Linked DNA regions of Ovis aries: region 1 is linked to region 2. A link is a contact called in public Hi-C data. All regions are on one chromosome and are shown on one strand. Each heading gives the region's core, a stretch centred on a gene start, on an enhancer-like site or on the middle of the called end of the contact. The rest is flanking DNA. Distances are from core to core; before and after follow the strand shown. Region 1 holds the start of LSG1 (large 60S subunit nuclear export GTPase 1). Region 2 holds the start of XXYLT1 (xyloside xylosyltransferase 1).

The links. A called contact is a pair of places that touch in the nucleus more often than the background predicts.
Region 1: a contact with region 2 is called in a Hi-C map of hypothalamus, with 4 times the contacts expected there. The contact joins the promoter of LSG1 here to the promoter of XXYLT1 in region 2. A contact is called at or near these places in 13 of 16 Hi-C or Micro-C datasets (blood, hypothalamus, liver and 6 more).

Annotation. Positions count from the first base shown.
Region 1 is chr1:193,699,324-193,703,931 of ARS-UI_Ramb_v3.0, forward strand. It overlaps LSG1 (large 60S subunit nuclear export GTPase 1), which reads left to right and starts at 2,376. Exons shown (of 14, transcript XM_060404399.1): 1 at 2,376-2,550; 2 at 4,025-4,151. The coding sequence starts at 2,452.
Region 2 is chr1:193,139,651-193,144,431 of ARS-UI_Ramb_v3.0, forward strand. It overlaps XXYLT1 (xyloside xylosyltransferase 1), which reads left to right and starts at 2,172. Exons shown (of 4, transcript XM_027957138.3): 1 at 2,172-2,790. The coding sequence starts at 2,287.

The sequences.
Region 1 (4,608 bases), core at 1,126-3,625, 560 kb after region 2:
AAGTGTTTGTTTTCCTTAAATTGCTGAAGGTGACAAAATCTGGAAGAGGAAATGAAGGTGAAGTCCCAAGTTTCTAACTGAGCTCTAGGTGGCAGGTTTGTTTACATCCTCTCATTATTATTGTCACTAGAATATAAAGTTCATTGAATCTTGCTTTATGAGTTAGTTTTGTCCCCTGAGCCCTGGTGGCTCAGAGGGTAAAGCGCCTGCCTGAAACGCAGTAAACCTGGGTTCGATCCCTGGGTCAGGAAGATCCCCTGGAGAAGGAAGTGGCAGCCCACCCCAGTACTCTTGCCCGGTAAATCCCATGGACGGAGAGGCCTGGTAGGCTACAATCCATGGGGTCACAAAGAGTCGGACATGACTGAGCAAATTCATTTTCTTTCTTTCTTTCTTTATCCACTCAGCTCTAAGAGAATGCCAGAAACTCTCTCTTCCATCTTAGTTCTGGAGATGATGTTCAGGTTTGGGGGTTTTTTGTTTGTTTGTTTTAGTAATCCAATTTTATTGTATGTTATTGTGGCCATACCTCAATGCATGTACGATCTTAGTTCCTGACCAGGGATCCAACCCATGCCCCCTGCAGTGGAAGGGTGGAGTCTTAATCAGTAGACTGCCACAGAAATTCCTCAGGTTTTTTTTAAAGATATGCTGTCTCTAAGTTGAGAGATGGGAGAAAGCACATTATAATGCTTTCCTTCACTATCTGTGAGCACCACCTTCCCGAAGCCATGCCGACTGCTACATGGTTTGTCAGCAATCCTTTGCGTGTTTCCCAAAGTGAAGTGAAGTTGCTCAGTCCTGTCCGACTCTTTGCGACCCCATGGACTGTAGCCTACCAGGCTTTTCAGTCCCTGAGATTTTCCAGGCAAGAATACTGGAGCGGGTTGCCATTACCAAAGTGAAGTGAAGTTGCTTAGTCGTGTCCGACTCTTTGTGACCCCATGGACTGTAGCCCACCAAACTCCTCTGTCCATGGAATTCTCCAGGCAAGAATACTGAAGTGGGTTGCCATTTCCTTCTCCAGGAGATCTTCCCGACCCAGGAATCGAACCCAGGTCTCCTGCATTGTAGGCAGATTCTTTACCAACTGAGCTATCTGGTGAAAGTGCACTCCAATTCAGTTAGAGTCAGCAGTGAGATACAGCCCACAGCAGGGCTTAGCAGGGAATGCAGACATGGGTGGGGGATATGGTTCCAGCTCTTCCTGACCCAAACTTGCTGTGACTGACTTCTAGCCAGTGCTCTTCAGGGTCTTCATCTGTACCAGCAGGAAATGGACTTCTCTTGCTCTTCAGAGTGGCCTGTGGGCCAGACCAACATCATCATCATCTCCTGGAAGGACCCAGTGCCGCCAGACCCTAGACCTTATCAGTCAGAATCAGCACGTTAGTAAGATTCCTAGAGGGTTCACATGCACATCAAAGTTGGGGAAGAACTAGGTTCTAAAATACACAATAACAACCGACATTTTCCCCTCTCATCCCCCCCAGGAACGGATAAAATATTGAGGAGACTTGGGTTTGATGCCTGACCGAATATATTTCAGCTATGATTTGGGCACGCTGCTTGCTCTCAGAGCATCACAACAATGAGGTGTTCTGATTAATGAGAATAGTTAAAACCCCCAACACCCTCATAACTCTAATCCAACTTCTCTAAAGATAAAGTGAGGAGCAAAAGGCCACAAAGAGTGGAGCGGGGTCACTGCTTTCACTTTATTTTAATTTATCGGAAAATTTAAATACAATTCTAGCTAGGAGTTTTAAATGCTTTTTAAAAAGCTATTTGGAAAAATAACCAAAAACGTTTAAGTCAGATTCCTTTGGCTTTCCTTGCAACCTTGTCAAGCTCTTTCCATTCCAAACTGCCATCCACGCAGGAACTCTTCTCACCAATTCACAGCTTAGGAAGACCAAGTAAACACAAAGCTGTTTAGTTGCCAGGCGTGACCGCGATGAAGCCACACCTTAAAACACTAGGCCGAAAATTAGCGCCAGGAAGCAACGCCACCTAGCGCTGCAGGAACACCCTTCACGCAGGTCTCCACCTCCTCCTGACGAAATTAAAAGGAGGCGTGGCTGCTACCGCAACTATGCCCGGCCACTTTTTTCCGAGTCTCCTAGTTGTACCCCGAACACTAAAAATCGACGCACAAATTTAGACGGTACCATTCGTTTAATCTACTCGCCTTATCCAACTTTGAGATATTCTTAGGAAAATATATTGAAAATTAAGCTCTAAAACCACCTTTTGCATTTAATTTCTATCGTAGTGGCAAATGTGAGATATATAAGTGGCGATTTGAGGCAAATTATTCTGTTTCCCTGCTACTTCGGGCCTTAACCACTTGGGCTCGCCTATACGTCACTTCCGGAGATCGCGCTCTTGAATACCCAGAAAACTGGTGTGACTCATGCCTGCCGCTTTTCGTTCGTTTTCTGGACAAGCATGGGTCGGAGGAGAGCTCCAGAGGGTGGAACCCTTGGCCGGGCTCTTATCCGCCAGCAAGTTCAACGGAGCCGTAGCCACCGCCACCCTGACTCCTGGGTAAAAACCTTGTCTTTCTGCCTAGTTGTGAGTCTGAACGCTGCGAAATTTACGGTCAGAGTTCTCAGGAAAATATTCCAAAGCAAATGATGCCAAAGTAGGGTTTCTAGGGATGAATACAGTTGCCCCCGGTAACGGCGGGGATCCGTTCTAGACCCACCCCCAGACCCTCTCGGATACTGAAATGCGCAAATGCTCAAGACCGTTAGAATCAACCAGGCGGATAAACAGGCCCTCCTAGCAAGACACGGCCCAGAGGTGGAGGCTAATGTGATGAGGTCGGAGTGAGATCTTGAAAACCAGGGCAAAAGTTTGATATTTATCCTGTAGGCCGTGGAAGCATTTGGAAGTTTCTGCACAGGAATTACGCAAAAACGACTTCTTCTTGTATTCATTTTTCTAAAGAATTGATCCTCCAAGGGCCGCTGGTTGGTAGCAAAAGTACAAAATAATTCAGATTCGTGCTGCACTTTTTTTTATTCCCTAGTGGTGTTACTCAGAACTGGACAGCATTTCTCCAAAGTTTGGCGGGCCTAGTAGCTTCCTGGGCCTGGAAACGGCCATAGTTTTAGGATCCTTGAAGAGCGGATGAAGTGGTTTGATTGATTTGTAATTGTCATTTTGACATTTATTCCTCGAAGTGTTTGAGAATTCACGAAGTTCTCAGTAAAGAACTAGATTCTAATCCTTACCCTGACTTTTGCTGATTCTGTGGCCTTTGGGCAAACCACCTAGCCTTTTAGCCTTCAATTTTTTTATTTATTTGTACCTGTACAGAACATGTAGGTTAGGATGATGTTTATCTTATGAAACTGAGGTGTGTCTGGAATCAGATCAGTAAGTGGCAACTAGCCAAGCTTTTCACCCCACAGAATAAAACTCAAGAAAATACCACATTGTGTGTAATGTAATAAAGGTAACTTTCAGGATTCTTTTGTTTTCACTTTACTGAATGGTACACAGCATCTCACAGTATCTCACAGCATTTAAGTCACTACGTGAAGTGTATTTCTTACTGTGGGTGTCTGTCTAAAAAAGTTGACCAACAGTGGCTGCCAGAACCAGAGTATATGGTTTATGGGTTTAGATTCAAATACCTCTGCAACTTATTAGCTTATGACTGTAGGCAATTTATTCTATCCAGTTTAATCCTGATCGAGATATGAAGTTTATTTCAAAAGATTTTGAAAATTATATAAGAAAGTAAACGGAAAATAATTATCACGAGGTAAGAAAGTGCTCATTTAAATGTTAACTGTTACTAGTGTTGACTAAAAGAGCTAACACCACCCTCAAGGCCATAGAATGTTTTTTTGGGAATCGCAGGGACAGGGGAGCCTGGTGGGATGCCGTCTATGGGGTCACACAGAGTCGGACACGACTGAAGTGACTTAGCAGCAGCAGCAGCAGTGTTTATTTGGATGTGAAGAGCAGAAGAAAGCAGCTCTCTTACCCTCCTGTGTTTTACTCATAGCTGCACACAAGTGAGCTCAACGATGGCTATGATTGGGGTCGACTTAATCTTCAGTCCGTGACAGAACAGAGTTCCCTGGATGACTTCCTTGCCACTGCGGAACTTGCAGGAACAGAGTTTGTAGCTGGTGAGTTGTTGCTGAGTGCCTCCGGCACATTTCTGTCTTTGCTGACTAGATACAAGCAAGTCTACTGGGGGGTGTTTTGCCAGTCTTCCTAAACTCATAAGGGAGCTGCTTTTAACCCAAAGGCAGATATCTCAGGAGCAGTGCGGAAGGTTCAGTTGAATTCAACAGGGAAGTACAAAATGTGCCACAGTTGTAAAATTCAGCTCGAAAAAGCATCTGTGGTTACCTATCATTTCAAATTCGAGAAACTCAGTCTCTCATCAGGGAAGAGACCAGTTAACATTATGGTGAACAGTAACCAGCTTTTACCAGAAAATGTTTCCTGCTACCATTGTTAGAAGCAAAATCCTGAATTAAATTTAAGTACTTGTCACACGCTGGAGTGCATTTTTCCACGCATATAATTGTATTTTAGTCACTGCTTGCCCTTTTTTGTTTTTGTTTGTGGTTTTTTGTA
Region 2 (4,781 bases), core at 922-3,421:
AGAACCTTAAAAGTGATACAAATGAACTTATCTACAAAACAGAAGCAGGCTTAGAGAACGAACTTACTAGACAGGAAGGATTGGGGAGGGGAGAATAATTAAGGAGTTTGGGGTTGACATGTATACAACAAGGACCTACTGTCCAATACAGAAAACTCTGCTCAATATTATGTAACAACCTAAATGGGAAAAGACTTAGATACATGTATGTGTATAATTGAATCACTTTGCTGTACACCTGGACTTGACACAACATTGTTAATCAACTATATATTTCAATATAAAACAGTTGCGGGAAAAGGACTGTTCTTAAAAAATTATATCACCTTTCTTAAACTATGAAACTATGTAGTCAGTATTCAAATTCCTCAGTATCTTGTGTTCTTTAAAAAAAGATTTTTCAAATCAGAATTTATGTAAGTTCCATTCATTGCAATTGGCTAATGTATCTGTTGAGTCTGTAAATCTATAGGTTCTTCCTCCATTTGTCACTTTAAAAAATTTCCACTTAGAGTTTGTTGACTACAGCACCAACAGCACCTTTGTTTTCTAAAAATTAAAAAAAAAAAATTACCTATTTTTGGCTGCACTGGGTTTTCATTGCTGTGTGTAGGGTTTCTGTGGTTGTGGGCGAGTGGGCTTCTCATTGTGGTGGCTTCTCTTGTTGCAGAGCCCAAGCTGCAGGCACTTGGATTCAGTAGCTGTGGCTTGTGGGGTCTAGAGTGCTGGCTCAGTAGTGGTGCACAGGCTTACCTGTCATGTGGTGTATGGTTTCTTTCTGGACCAGGGATTGAAACCATGTCCCCTGCACTGGCAGGCAGACTCTTAACCACTGGATCACCAGAGAATTCCCAACAGCATCTTTAGTTTCACTTTACTGATGAACATTTGATTTTAATATCTTGTCATCATAAACCTAGCTCTGCATTACCCTTGTGGCTAAATATTTGAGTACATTTTCCCTTATTCTGTTATGAAAATGATGGTTTACAATGGGTGGGTATATTTCTGATGCTCATTCAGTGAGTCAAGCACCATCAGTTACTGGAGATATTATGGTTAAAGAAAGACACACTGCCTGCTCTCTTGAAGTTTTGCCTTCTTGCAGCAGAGAAAGATGGGAATGGGTAGTTCTTAGGTGGCCCTTATGGTATCCTTGAGGATGGTGCCTCATCTGGACACTGCAAGGGCTGGTGTTTAGAGACCACTCTTTGAGGCAGGGACACCCAAGCCAAGGTCTGAAGCAGGAGAGGTTGACTGTGTGAAAATCCAGGGCACTGCTTTTCAAACTTTGGCTTGCAGAAGAATCACCATCAAGGCCCAGACTCGTTGAAGGTAATAGGGCCTGAGCCTTTGTGTTTTATCAAGCTCCCTAGTGCTGCTAGTACCAATAAAATTTTGATAACCATTGTTCTGTGGATAGGAGAGAGAACTGAAAGTTTTCTTAGATTTTAGTGTTGGCAGAATATAGGCACCCTCTTCTGCTGTGGAAGAGTGTCTGCTTCACTGTCAAAGCTGAGACCGTGTGACCTGAGCAAGTGACCTCAGTTACACCTCAGTTAATTTTGTAAAACCACTGGGTATACAGTAAGTCTCTTTTAAAGTGTTGAAGTCTGTTAAAAAAAAAAAACCACAAGCTTCCTGGGGAGCTCTGAACCACCCAAAGTTTGTGGCAGGTGGCCCCCCTGGTGGCTACAACCCATAGGTTGCCTCTGGTCGGCCTCAGATGCCAAGTGAGGTGAGCAAGTGATTCATACCTCGGGTGCCAATCCTACTTCACCGAGAATGGGAAAGGAGTTGCTAGTTTAAATTCTTTAGCCCTAGTCGCCAAGGTGTGAAAGGAGTCAGGGAGAGGACATAAAGCCTTCAAGAAATTAGGAGGGAAAAGATATAGAGAACATTTTTTGTGCGTCCAGTTTAGTCTTTTTGCTTCCGAAGGCTTAGCTTCGGTTTCTAGCGCCTGGGGCTGTGCGCTTAACGAGGGCCATTTTCCACAGACCGCACAGCCTGCTGGCTTGTGTGGCCAAGTCCTCACCGCCTCTGTCGAACACGCTGGAGGGACTCCCGCGGGCTCACCGCCCGACCCCGCTGTAATCCTTCTGAGCTTAGGACCCAGTGGCTGCCAGGCAGCCTGGCACCGCCTCTCCGCGTATCAGCGCCCGCAGATTGGCAGCTCGGCTCCGCCCCCGCCATGGCTGCCGCCAGCTACCGGGGCTGCTAACTTGCTGCCGGGATACTGGTCTCTGCCGCAACTCGCCGGCTGATCTGTTCGCGGGCCGGCGGCGCATGGGTCTCCTCCGAGGCGGGCCCCCGTGCGCTCGGGCCATGGCGCGTCTGGGCGCTGTGCGCTCCCACTACTGCGCGCTGCTGCTGGCCGCGGCGCTGGCGGTCTGTGCTTTCTACTACCTGGGCTCGGGCCGGGAGACCTTCTCCAGCGCCACCAAGAGGCTGAAGGAGGCCCGCGCCGGGGCCCCTGCTGCGCCCTCGCCGCCGGCGCTGGAGCTGGCGCGGGCATCCTTGGCGCCGGCCCCGGGCGCTAAGGCCAAGAGCCTGGAGGGCGGCGGGGCCGGGCCGGTGGACTACCACCTGCTGATGATGTTCACCAAGGCCGAACACAATGCCGCGCTGCAGGCCAAGGCCCGCGTCGCCCTCCGCTCCCTGCTGCGCCTCGCGAAGTTCGAGGCGCACGAGGTGCTTAACCTGCACTTCGTAAGCGAGGAGGCCAGCCGCGAGGTGGCCAAGGTTTTGCTGCGGGAGCTGCTGCCGCCCGCCGCCGGCTTCAAATGCAAGGTGAGCGGGGCCCCAGCTAGAGGCTCCGGGTAGGTGACTCGGTCATTGTGGGGCCTGGCCTGGATCCAGGGGTCAGGAGGGAGGTGTCTTAGTTGCGATGCCCATTGCCAGTGCCAGCAGAAGCCTAAGCCCTTAATCCGTACCCTACCTGAATTGTGCGTTCACAGCACGCTGCAGGCATGGTCCAGGGGGCGTGTCTCGGAGCCTCTATTAGCTGACTTCGTTGATCCTAGCTTCCCTTTAACTGCGGCCCCCTGGAGAATCAGCGTGCCCGCTCTTTCCTGGCGTGGTTGATTTCAGCAGTCAGTGCCTTTAAGTCTGCCCCTCTTTTTATTCTTTTCAGTGTTTGACTTTTGAGGATGGAGCAGGTCACTTGAAAGTGCACTGTCTGCTGGACAAGGTCTTAGGCCGCTTGAGTTGTTCAGATTACAGTGACATTTCTCATAGCTCTAAGGATTTCAGTTGAAACTGGTCCAGCCCAAACCCAGCCCATGTGAACCATTTCATCTCCTCAGTGTGCCTCCTCCTTCCCTTCTCTTCAGGGTCATGAACCCATTTAGAGAAGCAGCGGGTTCCTCCCAGCAAGAAAGTGCTCCAAGAGGTAAGGATATAAGATCTGGAGAGGGCAGAGCAGAGCTAGTCGTCTTGTTCCAGGCTGGACCACCTGGCTCTGCTTGGGAGAGATTGTATTCTTCAGTCAGTCAGCTCAGTCACTCAGTCGTGTCCGACTCTTTGCGACCCCATGGACTGCAGCACACCAGGCCCCCCTGTCCATCACCAACTCCTGGAGCCTACTCAAACTCATGTCCATCTGGTCGGTGATGCCATCCAACCATCTCATCCCCTGTCATCCCCTTCTCCTCCCGCCTTCAATCTTTCCCAGCATTAGGGTCTTTTCCAATGAGTTGGTTCTTTGCATCAGGTGGCCAAAGTATTCGAGTATTTCAGCTTCAATATCAGTCCTTCCAATGAATATTCAGGATTGATTTCCTTTAGGATTGACTGGTTGGATCTCCTTGCAGTCCAAGCTTAGTGTTAATGGCCTCAGTTAAATTACATGTCTCCTTTTGACCTAATAGTTGCCCAGAGGGGATCTAATGTGTGATTTTGGGATAGAAATAGTGTGCACTAAATCACTCCAGTCATGTCTGGCTTTATGCGACCCAATGGACTGTAGCCCACCAGAGTCCTCTGTCCAATGGGATTCCCCAGGCAAGAATACTGGAGTGGGTTGCCATGCCCTCCTCCAGGGGATCTTCCCGACCCAGGGATTGAACCCGTGTCTCATGTCTCCTACGTTGGCAGGCGGGTTCTTAGTAGCTGATCTTAAAGGATGGAGACTGGTGGAAGGGGGAGGGGTGGTAAGATTAGAGTAGTGTACCATGTGTTTGTGCTGGGTGAGTGACTAAGGGGAGCCAGTGCTGGCCTCCTGCAGGGTTCAGGGGCCTGTTGGTGTTTGTTTTTGGCCGCACTGCACAGCCTGTGGGATCTGAGTTCCCCGACCTGTGTCCCTTGAAGCAGAAGTTCAGTCTTAACCACTGGACCTCCAGGGAACTCCCTTTTTTGTTGTTGTTGTCTACAGGATCGAGTCCTCATTTCTTGGCAGGGCTGTCTGTTGTGGGGCCGGGCTCTTCAGCTGACCTCCTTGTCCTTCCTCTACTAACTGTACTGAATGTGCCTTTACACAAGCTCTACTCTCTGCCCAGAGTGTAACTTCCTTTCTTCCTGGGCCCTTGACCACTGTTTACGTAGTTTTTACCCTCCCCCAGGAATGCCCCTAGAATTGGGGACAGTCTGTGCCCAGCCCTCCACAGCTTTCTGTTTCAGCTTTCTGCCATAGCATCCAGTGTATGCCCTGCCCAGAACAAATGAACCCTTTGGGAACACGCACCAGTCATAGCGAGGCACCTGGTCTGGATTCCATGGTACAGGAGGCCAAGAATCCAGGTCCTGGAGCTTGTGGCTGCAGGGGCCTTGGGGTCCACTGTCTG